2 separate regions of the Rattus norvegicus genome follow, and region 2 is linked to region 1. A link is a contact called in public Hi-C data. All regions are on one chromosome and are shown on one strand. The core of a region is the stretch at or near the end of the contact, and the rest is flanking DNA. Distances in the headings are between cores, read along the strand shown.

Region 1 (5,792 bases), core at 1,487-3,986:
CACTTAGAAAAAAGACAAAAATATATAGACAGGAATAGTATTCCCATTAGCCAAGTTTGGCATGAGCAGAGGTGTCCGACAATAGAATGCTGTACTTGGTTATCTTCCAATTCAACTATTGACACCCGTACACCATTACAGATTGAATGATGTTTGTGATATCATTTCAGCATGTATATTTATTTTATTTTATGTGTAAGAGTGTTTTGCCTGATTGTGCATATGTACACCCTGGGCAGAAGAGGGCATAAGATCCCCTGGGTTGCTATAAACCACCATGTGGGTGTAGGGAGCTGAACTCAGGTCCTCTGCAAGAGCAACAAGTGCTTGACTGCTGAGCCATCTCTCCAGCCCCCACACAAGTGTCTTCAATGGAAACAACCACAAGTCAGTTTAAAACCGGCAAATATGCATTAAGTCTGTGCTTGTATCTAAAAATATGTCTACCTTTATGAATATATGTATAACTGTGTATACAGGAAACGAAGATGGAATTACGTATCTAAATATAATCGGAGATTACCTCTGAAAAGGTGTAATTATCGGTCTTTGATGCTAATTTCTTAAATTAATGCATCCTTAGGCTTCTTTGAAGTGAATGTGTCTGTACTATTACCAAATGTATGAGCAAAAATATGACAGTCATTTAAAAGGCATGTAAAATTGTGTAATAGTGCATGTAAGCCACTCACAGAATTCATATGTAATCCTGGCACTCGGGAGAATTGAATCAGAAGGATCTTGATTTCTAGGTCAGCCTAGCTATAACCTGCATCCCCAACCTTTGAAAAATAGCATATTTCTTACTTGTGCAAATTTAACCAACACAATAAGCATAAATGATTGATATTAATATATAATGTACATTGTTATGTTTTATATAGTATGCCCAATATAAATATAAAATAAAAAGAAAAATTCGTCTCCAACAAATGGTTTTCTGAAGGGCAGGGGAAATCTAGCCACCTTTCATAAACACAACCCAATGTGGCTGAATTCACGAGAAGGCACTGAGCATCTGAACCACTGACTAACAGTCTGCGGAACTGGCTTCTCAGCCTTCCTGATGCTCCCACCCCTTAATACAGTTCCTCATGTTGTGCTGACCCCCAACCATAGAATTAGTTTCACTGCTACTTCATAATTGTAGTTTTGCTATTGTTATGAGTTGTGACACAGATATCTGACGTGCAGGGTGTCTGATACGTGACCTCTGTCAAGTTGAGACCTACGGGTTGAGAACTGCTGGTCTATGGTCTTTATTTAAGAATAAGTACTGGGCTGGAGAGATGGCTCAGCGGTTAAGAGCACCGACTGCTCTTCCAGAGGTCCTGAGTTCAAATCCCAGCAACCACATGGTGGCTCACGACCATCTGTAATGAGATCTGATGCCCTCTTCTGGTGTGTCTGAAGACAGCTACAGTGCACTCACATACATAAAATAAATAAATAAATATTTAAAAAAAAAAGAATAAGTACTAATCAGAAAAACCACACAGTCATAGAACAGACAGTATGCTATTGTGAACTATCCCAGCGCAGAAGCACCGGAAAGCCCAGCTGGTCAGACTCAGAAGCAAACAATTCTTCCCACCCCCAGCCAGCCCTTCCCTGAGTGGAAGGACGATGACGATGATGATGCCCATGGCAATGACAATGATGACGATGATGATGGTGACGATGACGATGATATAAAGCTTGGGATGCTGGAGCACAGGGCCCAGCTTGGTGTAGAAAGGCTGACCGACGACCAAGGGGTGCTAATGAAGTGGACACTGTAGGAGGGAAAAAGTCCATTCTTCTAGGGTGACAGCAGTGAGACTCAATCAAATGGCATTTAAATCCCACCTGAGTGGGCTTTTCTTTTATTTCTTTTTTTTTTTTTTTTACAAAGCCCTGACAAAACCAAATAATGCTGGTGATCAAGCTTTTCCTCTTTCTCGCCCATCCCCTTGCCTTTGCACATTTAGAATCCAGGAAAAATGGAGCCTGTCAGGTGACTTTCCCCTGGATATAACTATCGTCTGTGAGTAGCATTTGAAGCTGGCTGAGAAATGTCTGTCCACACAGGTCATACCTAGTGTGAAAGCCTGACTTTGTTCTGCCTGCTGATTCCAAAGAGGGGAACTCGAGTCTCATGGAAGAGTCATGAACATCCTAGCCTTGAGGATTGCCCCTGGTCTCTGAGTGCATACCTGGGACACCGTTGGTTTCTCTAGGTTTCAGTCTCCTTGAATATGAAACAGGAATAGAAGAGCGTTCTTGTGCAGCATGAGGGAGGGAAAAAGCCATTCCAGATGTTTCTAGTTCAGTATACATTGCCAGATTTCACAGAACAAGAACATAGAAGAGTTTGTGAGAGTTTTGAAAACACTCTCCGTCTGGGGAAAAAAAAATACAAAACCACAGATTATTTCATTGTGTTCTGCAAGAGGATGGGAGGTTTTCACTCATAGCACTGAGAACCCAAAGTTCCTGCTTTAGGTGATGTCCCTAGTCCTAGCTGTCATGTCCTGAGTTACTTTTAGGAATCAACTAGCTGCATTTTAAGGTAGACACATGTGAACTATAATAGGACGATGTGAGAACACTGGGTCTCCCAGACCTGTCCCTGGCTCTGTGTCAGCATAGCTCTGACATAGGCTTAACTCAAGTTGCTTCTCTCCCGGACCCGACCGTCACACACTAGGTGTGTAATGAGGAGCACGGGCTTCGAAGAAGAAGCTTCTACAAGCCCTCCGCCTTCTGTGTCTATTTTTCTCCTATCCACAGTACGGGATGAGGTTTTAACACCTATCTCAGAACCGTGGGAGGATGAATAAAATCATGTACATGATGTTCTCAGACTTCGCTAGGCTGCAAGGAAATGGTTTGTAAGTGTTGCGTTCTGGAATCTGTTTCCCATACCAGAAGACTCCGGGCATCCATTCCTCTGTGGTTTGCAATTCTGTGGCCACTTATCTTTGCATCTTGGCATTTTTCATTCTCTCTGTGAAATGTTCCCTTGGGTGAGTCTCATCAGTACCCCCAACACACATACACTGCACATGACAAAGCAATAGGAAAAAGAAGAAAGTGAAGGGTGTGTGTTCATACATGCGTGTGTGTGTGTGTGTGTGTGTGTGTGTGTGTGTGTGTGTGTGTGTGTGTGTGTGCAGGTGTGCCTGTGAATCTGGAAGCTAGAGGTCAACCTCGGATGTTCTTCACCAGGACGTTGCCTGTCTTGAGATTTGAAACAGGATCTCTCACAGAGACTGGAGGTTTGCTGACTCTCGCTAGTCAGTGAGTTCTCTTGGCACTAGCATCCCAACTCTTCACAGTTAACTTTTCTGTGGGCGCTGGGGGTCAGTTGGGCCCCTCATGCTTGTATGGCAATCCCTTTGTAACTGAGCCATTTCCCCAATGCTCTCTCTGTGTGTGTTATTTTATGCACAAAAAGATTGTAGAACACGCACCAGACTCCATGTCCTTGTGTCCTACACAAGGTAGAATAAATTTTATTTAAGCATCAGAGAGCAGAAACGTTGATGGGGATTCGGCCTGAAATCCGAAAAGGGAGAGCGTTAAGTACTCAGAGCTTCCTTTCGCTGTGTTTGGAAGGGGCAGTAAAGCCCTGTTGCTCCTTAGCTACCCTCTTTGAACTCACTCCCCTTTGTCCTCACTTCTGTCTATCGAAATTGTTCTTGGTTTCGTTCTGGACCCCAGCAAGATGCTGCTGGCTTGTCATTTAGCACCCAGAAGCTATTTCCAGGCAGAAAGCTAGACACACGCTGTATGCATGTTTTATGCCCCAATTCTTCACCTTGGTAGACTCCAGGAGTCTATGCCAGTCCCTGAAAATATTTACCTTGGTCTACAGCTCGACACTGAGTTAGTGACACGTGATGCTTGCCAATCTCTTGAATTAGAAAGGGACCCAGGACAGCTCCCTATCCTGCCAGCCTGGGCTTAAACTTTCCATCCTGTGGAAAGAGCCTGGGTCTCACTGCTTGCTCTGAATTAAAATAGCCCAGTGCTTAAATATTCATGCTTTGCTTATTTCTGGATATTTAATTTATTATGTATCACTTTTCTGGGGTTTTATATAAACTTGCCTGAGGACTTTTTTCCCCCCCAGTTTGAATGCTGGCAGAATGTCCCCTTTTCTTTGGCAGTATGTTGATGAGTTAAAGAAAGTCTGCTTAGCTGGGAAGATGATTTTCTTTTTACAGATTGCCCTCGAACCTTAGTAAGAATGATAGTGGAGTTATTACCACCAGAATTAATTAGTCTTTAATGCTTTAGTGTGCTGTCCAATGTGAGGTTCTATTAAAACCTCTGCTTCACGGACTCCCAAGGCTGGAAACTGATCTAGGCTGCAGGGTCAACTGACAATAGCAAGAGTGAGGTAGATTTCTTCCTCTCTGTCCATTTCCCACTGAGAAAGACACTCTTGCCCCCTCTCTCATATCCTCACGCCCCTATGAGCTCATGGTGGGGTAACCCAGAGAGCAGGGGATATAAACTACATTTCCACCTACAGCTTCCTTTTGCCTCACTTAAGCATGTGTGAATTCTGGCTGGGTCTGGTCTGGGGCAGGGGTCTAGCTAGGACTGGGCCTGGAGCAAGGCTGGGGCTGGGGCTGAAGCTGAAGCTCAGGCAGGGCTGATGAAGGCTCAAAACTCCAGGGTGGTACAGAGCATTTCTCCCCACATTGAAGAGAAAGGAACCATTGATTAGAAGTTGAGAGGTTCTTTCTCTGCAGGAGCGAATCTAACGGTGACTCTTGGGTGCACATTTTCCTCTTTGGTGCAAGTCACAAGCCTGCTGTACTCATAGTATATAAACAGAGATTGCTTGATTATCAAGTGTTAATTAAAAATGACATGTGTCGCCCCCCATCCCCACCCCCACACGTCATAAACCCGCACTCCTTCTTGCTACCACCCACACGGCATCTGCCGGAGCTTACATATGAGTTCCAGTATTAGCCTAGGAAAAAAATCACAAAACAAAGTTAGAAATTTAAATTAGCTGCCATGGAAGGAATTGTATGTCATTCCTCTACTCAGAAGCATTATATAAGGGCACAGAAGAAAGAAAGAAGGGAAAAGGGAAAAAGGCAGAGAGAATCGGGTGAAGGTGTGCTAAAGACAGAGGAAGGGGAAGGGGAAGAATGGGAAAGGGCGAGGGAGAAAGCGAGATGAAACAGGAGGGAAGGAACAGCGCGGCTAGGTGAAAAGGTGGAAGCAGGCAAAAGAGAAAGTTACAAGTTACTGTTGGACATACAGTGAAGACTTTAATAACAGATGTCTGCTTTGAAAACGGGATCAGGTCGTAATTCTAGAAGACGGTTTCTTTGCAAATTAATTTACAAACTTAATATGCTTATTCTTGAATAAAAACTCTCAGACAATTAAAACAAGTTACTCTAACCTTTCTGTTTTCCCGAGGACTAACTAGTTTATTGCACTTCTCTATTTCTAACGGGATAATCAATGTTGCCAGATACGAAATGGAGGAATCACGACGTGGTAATTCACACAATGCTGTTAAGAACAGACTGACAGAGGCGGAAAAGCCTGAAGCCAATGTCATATGTGAACATCCTACAGAGGGTAGAAGTGACATTCAATTGCAAGAACAGTACAATGGGGTTCTTGTGGCCCTCAGCTAACCTGGGATAATCTTCCCATGTCAAGATCTTTAACTTAGTCACAGCTGTCAAGAGCTTTCTGTGCATACGGTAATATACACAGGTTCCAGGGATTAAGACCTGATGTCCTTGAACTAACATCGTTCACCTCACTAC
Region 2 (5,792 bases), core at 2,137-4,636, 350 kb after region 1:
TGTTAATCAGTCCCTTAACAGGGAAGGGACAAAGGTAGAAGAGAGAGATGGAGGTCAGTGCTTTAGAACTCTGCCCAAGTGTATGGGAGACACCAGGACTAAAGCACTCTGGTTTGGTGGTTAAGTTCTTAAAAACAAAAACAACAAAAAGAAAACAAAAAGTAAAAACCATGATATTTCCAATTTTTATATTCTACGAAGAAGTAAATGAGTTAGACTGTGCTTGCTACATTTGGTTACTTACTGCTCAAACCTCTGACGCTGCAGGTACACGTACATCGTCTTTCTAATGGACTTCGTATGCCACCTGGTGGTCTTATTGAGTAAATGCAGTTGATCATTGAGAATTTCTACCTTGAGTTACTGTTTTTAATTCTTTCAGAATTTTGTTTTAACCTAATCTTTTTAAGGAAGTTGGTGAAGGCATCCATCACATTCTTGCTTAAAGCTTTAGCCAAGTGATCTTTTTGTGTATCTGTTTATTTCCATTCTCAAAAGGCCCTACCAAGTGTCAGCTTTTCCAGAGGTTAATAGAAAGAGAAACCTGAACTCACTTCTCCACCCGTAAGTGAGTCAGGGGTAGGAGCCAAGCCATTTCCTATACAGAATTAAGCTGCCATCGACCAATTATTTTTCCTCCCTAAAACCTTGGAGCAATTAAAAGCAGCACACTTCACACTTCAAAGTGAAGGTCACACGGAAAAGCAGGGGCCATTTAAGACAAACAGTTTAAAGCTTACAATCAGAGTAAGTAGGGTAAAATTCTCTATTCATAAATTAACTTGGGCCTCTGAACTTTGCAAATGTAAATCAGAGGTGGCTGTTCTGTGAAATTCTGAAAGCAAGGCTTGGTTCTGTCCTATGTCACATATCTGTAAACCATGTAACAGTAAAATGTTGCATCTATGACATACATATGCCATAGTCCCACGCTGGGCATATTAATACCTGGTAATGGAGCTAAATCAATGCTAGACAAAGTAAAAACTCTTGACCTGACTCCCCACCTGCCAGAAGCACAGTGTTATTTCTCCCCTGCTTATGAAATCACGTACTTGAAGTTAATAGGAAGCTGTATGCATGTAATTTCTACAGAAAGTCACAGCCCGCACAGATCAAGAATCAGAGAACACCATGGCACAGGCAAGAGGTGGTTATGTGGATTCCAAGTCTGCGAGAGGAAGGTGGAGAACGGGTGAGGAGTGGAGGGTCAACAGTGGAGAACAGAAGCAAAGTGGAAATCCGTTCAGCTCCAAGGGCGCCATCTGGTGGTGAAGCATCCCGATGTCGGGGCCACCTCTTGAGCAGAGAGTTACCAGAAGCAGTGGGGATAAGCAAAGGTTTACAGAGCAGAAAGTAAGCCGGAAGTCAGAGTGCAGACACACATATACACATGAGGGTTTTCAAGCCTTTTGTTTTTTAATAACTTTTCAGTTTTTTTAACACTTACATGATATAGAAAGACCACTAACATTTAAAGAAGAAGTTTAGAAAGTTTCAATATAGATATTTAAATGGATCAGAAACAATTCAGAAAAGTATTTTCAATCCACTCTCTGCCTGAGAGCTGGAGTTACTTTGTATACAAAGCAATAGGTTCTGGTTACTAGCAAGTTGGTTAACAATTAACAATACCTTCTCCCCTGCATCAGAGACCGCCAAGTCCGTTACCACACCCTGGAGCCGGGGATCCACATCCCAACAGCCTCTTCCTTCTGTCCCTTCTGTGACTAATGCCGGAAGCACGCCGTTGAGACAGAAACAAAAAGGACAACATCAAACATCAGCCAGCCAATTGGGTCTTCTATACACAACTGAGGCACACTTCAAAATAAGTTATCACGAGATAATACATACTGAGTGCTCCTACAGGGGGCGCTAGAGAGCGCAAGGCAGCCCACAGTCCCTGCTCTCTTTGAGCTTACAGGCTAAGCGATACAAAATAGCGTCCTTTGTCTCCCATCATTTTAATTGTGCTTCTTTCTTAGGCTCTGCTCAGGTGTCCATGTGCTGTTTGCGGTACCAAGTCTACATCTCGCTTTCATTTAATAGGAAAAAGCCTCCTGGGAAAGAAGTAATTTAAAACAGGTGCCCAGAGGAATAAAAGCAAGGTCTCTTGGCAGACCCAGGTCCGTAAAAGGCTTCCTTGTGGCCAGTGCAGGAGCAGCAGCGGATGGACAAGGTTTAGAAGGCAGGTCCAGAGGCAAAAGGGATACTGTTCTAAGAAGGCTGGAGGTGGCCAATGCTTTACTGTTTCAGAGTCATAAAAACCGAGAGCTGCCTCAGTTTCTCCTCACTTCAGCTCTGCTCACATTTCCCACTTAAGATTTAATACTTTACAGTGTTAAATACACTGTACTTACACATTTACACACTTACACTTACACTGTACACATTTAACCTAGGAAATCACAGAAACCCATCACAAAAACAAATTTACCTTTAGCCATGAAACCTCGGTTGGCAGTCATTTCTTTACAGATTTCAATTAAAACCTGGGCTATGTTTACCTTTTACTGCTTCAAACCAGGCTTCTCAAAGCTGGGACACACACACACACACACACACACACACACACACACACACACACACACACTTCATTGGAGCAATATCTGACCAGGGCCTTGATCAAGATGTTCATTTTATGATGTTTATAAACTTAAAAAAAATGTGGTGTCATCACGCACCATTATTTCTAACAAGGAGCTGCCATTTTCCCTTTGTTTAAATGAACAAGATCACTTGTATCCCCATTAGAAAGTGGCAGCTGTCCAGGGTTTCAAAATCCTCTTCCAAAGCAGAGTTTTGTGCGAGTGGGAACCCATTTCAAAAGAACCAAGTGAAACACCAAGTTCAGTGGCTGTAAGTTGAGCACTGCTTAGGCAATGAGGTGGGGGGACAGTTTATAGCGACTTCCTAACTCCTAAAGAGATGTCCAAGCCATCTTCCAACTAATCTGCTCCTCACATTAACAGTTAAACCTTGGAGGAAGCTGATGTGGAGCCAAGCAGGGAGAGAAAGGTAGAGCTTCTGTAGCCCCAGGTGTAGCTTCAGGGTGGGCAACAGGGTCTCCAATGGCCTGACCATTTTAGAAAGTAGGTTATAATAGTCTCCTTCAGTAAGTATACTGATGAGCTCGGCTTGTAACCTCAGAGCGACAGGCTTGCTTCACAAAGGCCCTCCCCGAAGCCCTCTGCAAAGCCACTCTCATCCCCAAACCTTCCTTGAGGAATGTCCCTCTGCCCTTACAACTATATAGAGATCAAACTCTCAGAGTGCCATGTTCGTTCCAAGCCAAGCCAAAATGGACGGCTTCTGGCATGTGGGTTCACCCTATGCCTCTGGGCCTGATCCTAACAGCAGGCTGTTCTGGGTCTAGCAAATGGAATATCCCTTGGGAAGGCTCTGAAATGTAGGTTCTGACAGGGAGACCCCTCACTGTCCTGCCTGGAGGGAGGAGAAGGCCTGGAGTGCTCCAAACAGCTGCAGGGGCAGTGGAGCCTCTCAGCTGTCCCTGGGGCGGGGCTGGGAGCAGCACACCCACCCGCACCCTCGTATTTTTAGAGTGCACTTCCTCAACGGCATAATGAGGTTCTTCTGAAGGAAATCACCCAGAGCAGTACAACTCCCCTGGTGAATCTGGCCGTTCAAAATGAAAACCATATGTGCACATTCTGAAAATAGAAAGCCGGGATTAAATAAAGCAGAATCTGAGAGGGGAACATAATTTCGGGTGCTCGTAATAAAACAAAACGGGGGGGGGGGGAAATGCCTCTAGGCATTCTAACCAAACCAAGGGATCTGTTGCAGAAATTCTGAAATAGAATGCCTGTGGTAGCATATACCTATAATTCTTGAACTTGGGGGAATCAGAAATTCAAGGCCGTTCTCAACTCCAATAGTAAATTTGAGGTCAATGTAAGAGCCACGTGGGAACGCCGTGTCTCAAAAAAAAAAAAGAAAGAAAGAAAAAAAGCTATTTCAGACATGTTATCACACATATTATTTTCTTTCCAAGTAAGGTTTTTGCCATCTTCACATGAAAAATATACTCTCTATGCTCTTAGAATCCTTTTCGGAATTCAGTATTTAGTTGAAAACCATACATAGAACGCCACACTTGGGTTCGGTGACGATGCTAAGTTCATGCTCTACCTGGTATTTTTAAACGTCTCAAACAGCTGAGTGTGGAGGAATACACCTGTAAACTGATCACTTCAGAGGCAGGAGGATCATAAGATGAGATCTGCTCAAAATCCAGAATGTATTCCAACGTGAAGAAGAATATCTGGGAGGGCTGTATGTCAGTGGTAGACGGGCTCGCTTAGCACGTTTGAGGCCTTGGGTTCTATAATCCTGGTACCATAAAAACCGAACAAGAATTGTTCAGCTATCCTGTCTGTGCACCATGCAGGTAGGGGAGGCATTCGAGCTTTCTGAGTTATGATTCCTTAGTTGATGCCCAGAAGATTTTACTCAAACACTTGTTCGCTTAATGGATTGCAGGGACCCTTACAAAAACGGTTTGGAAGTCCTTTCAAAAATTCATCCAAGAAGTCATGAAACCCCAGGCAGGGTATGATCTGGGGTGGGGCAATGCTTAGCCAGAGGACAGAACAGTACCTCCTACCAACATAAGTCTTTGTCCTTTAAATACAAGTGCCATTAATTGTCACATATAATAGCTACTTATGGCCAGCATGGTTATTCTCAAGGGTTTTTTTTTTCTAATTACAAAAAATACATTAAGTCCCCCTAAAATCAGGTAGCTACTGCATCTGTTTTATGCGACCACCGTGTGCACTGGGGCTGTACGCAGGCTCACGGCCAAGGCCTGCACTGTCACTTACAGGCAGTCGGCGATGCTGGTGCATCTTGTGCACTGAGTGTGTCAGCCAGGACAGCCCCTCCAGGGCCTTCTTCAGATGGCTGGCTTACATCAGCCAGCTTTGAAGCCTTCACAGCAACTTGCAGACTCTCAGCTATGAAGGAGAAAAACAAAACTAAATTAGAGCAATAACAATGCAGAGAGAGGGTTCAGTTTACCAGGTGTGTCCAACCTGCAATGGCTGGGCTGCATGGGCCCCAGGCTATGACAGATAAAGCTCGATACAAGCTGTATCCATACTTAAAACTGTAAACATACTTAAAACATTGTGATTTTTTGTGAGTCGATGACTTAATTCAGCTGTAACTCTTGCCATTGATTGTAACATGGCTTTTGAGCATGAAGGTTAGAGACGGCCACTTGTTGCAACACAGTGACAAAAGATTAGAAGTTGTGATCCACCGAAAGTCGATAAACCACATTTGGTCAGCAACTGTTGTTATACAACCCAGAAAACTAAAATTTGGGTTTAGTCTTCTTTTTTTTTTTTCTTTTTCCTCTAAAAGAGAACCTTGGGTAGTCCACATCCTATGTAGCTGAGGAGAATCTTGAACTCTTGACCCTCCTGCCTTTACCTGTCAAGTGGCAGGATTCTGGGCATGTATCACCATGACTGTTTTATACAACACAATAATTGAACCCAAGGCTCCATCCATGTTCTGCAAGGATTGTATCCACTGTACTATGACCCCAGTCTGCGTTCATAGTTATAAAAGTTGCACAAACACATGTTCATGAACACATAGGTCTATATCCCAAAAAGGGTGTGACCTACAAAACTACTTACAGCTGGCCCCTTACGGAAAAATTACGTAGCCATGCACTCTATACCAACAGAGAGCAGCATCCTTCTGCATAGAGAATTTAACATAATTTTTAAATCTGTTGTATAAAAATATCTCAA

The links. Hi-C and Micro-C count contacts between places; a contact is called where the count stands out from the background.
Region 2: a contact with region 1 is called in a Hi-C map of frontal cortex, with 2.0 times the contacts expected there. The contact joins two enhancer-like sites. A contact is called at or near these places in 2 of 12 Hi-C or Micro-C datasets (frontal cortex and hepatocytes).

Annotation. Positions count from the first base shown.
Region 1 is chr2:30,692,970-30,698,761 of GRCr8, forward strand. The region is part of intron 1 of LOC102551027 (a long non-coding RNA gene); the gene reads left to right. Among named protein-coding and RNA genes, the nearest start is that of Enc1, 410 kb to the left of the region's middle. Within about 2 kb of position 2,737, at least 15 of the 93 cell types and tissues checked have an H3K27ac peak or open chromatin away from gene starts, as enhancers often do.
Region 2 is chr2:31,038,390-31,044,181 of GRCr8, forward strand. It overlaps Arhgef28 (Rho guanine nucleotide exchange factor 28), which reads right to left. Exons shown (of 36, transcript NM_001415065.1): 30 at 4,851-4,982; 31 at 1,636-1,730. Among named protein-coding and RNA genes, the nearest start is that of Arhgef28, 250 kb to the right of the region's middle. Within about 2 kb of position 3,387, at least 4 of the 93 cell types and tissues checked have an H3K27ac peak or open chromatin away from gene starts, as enhancers often do.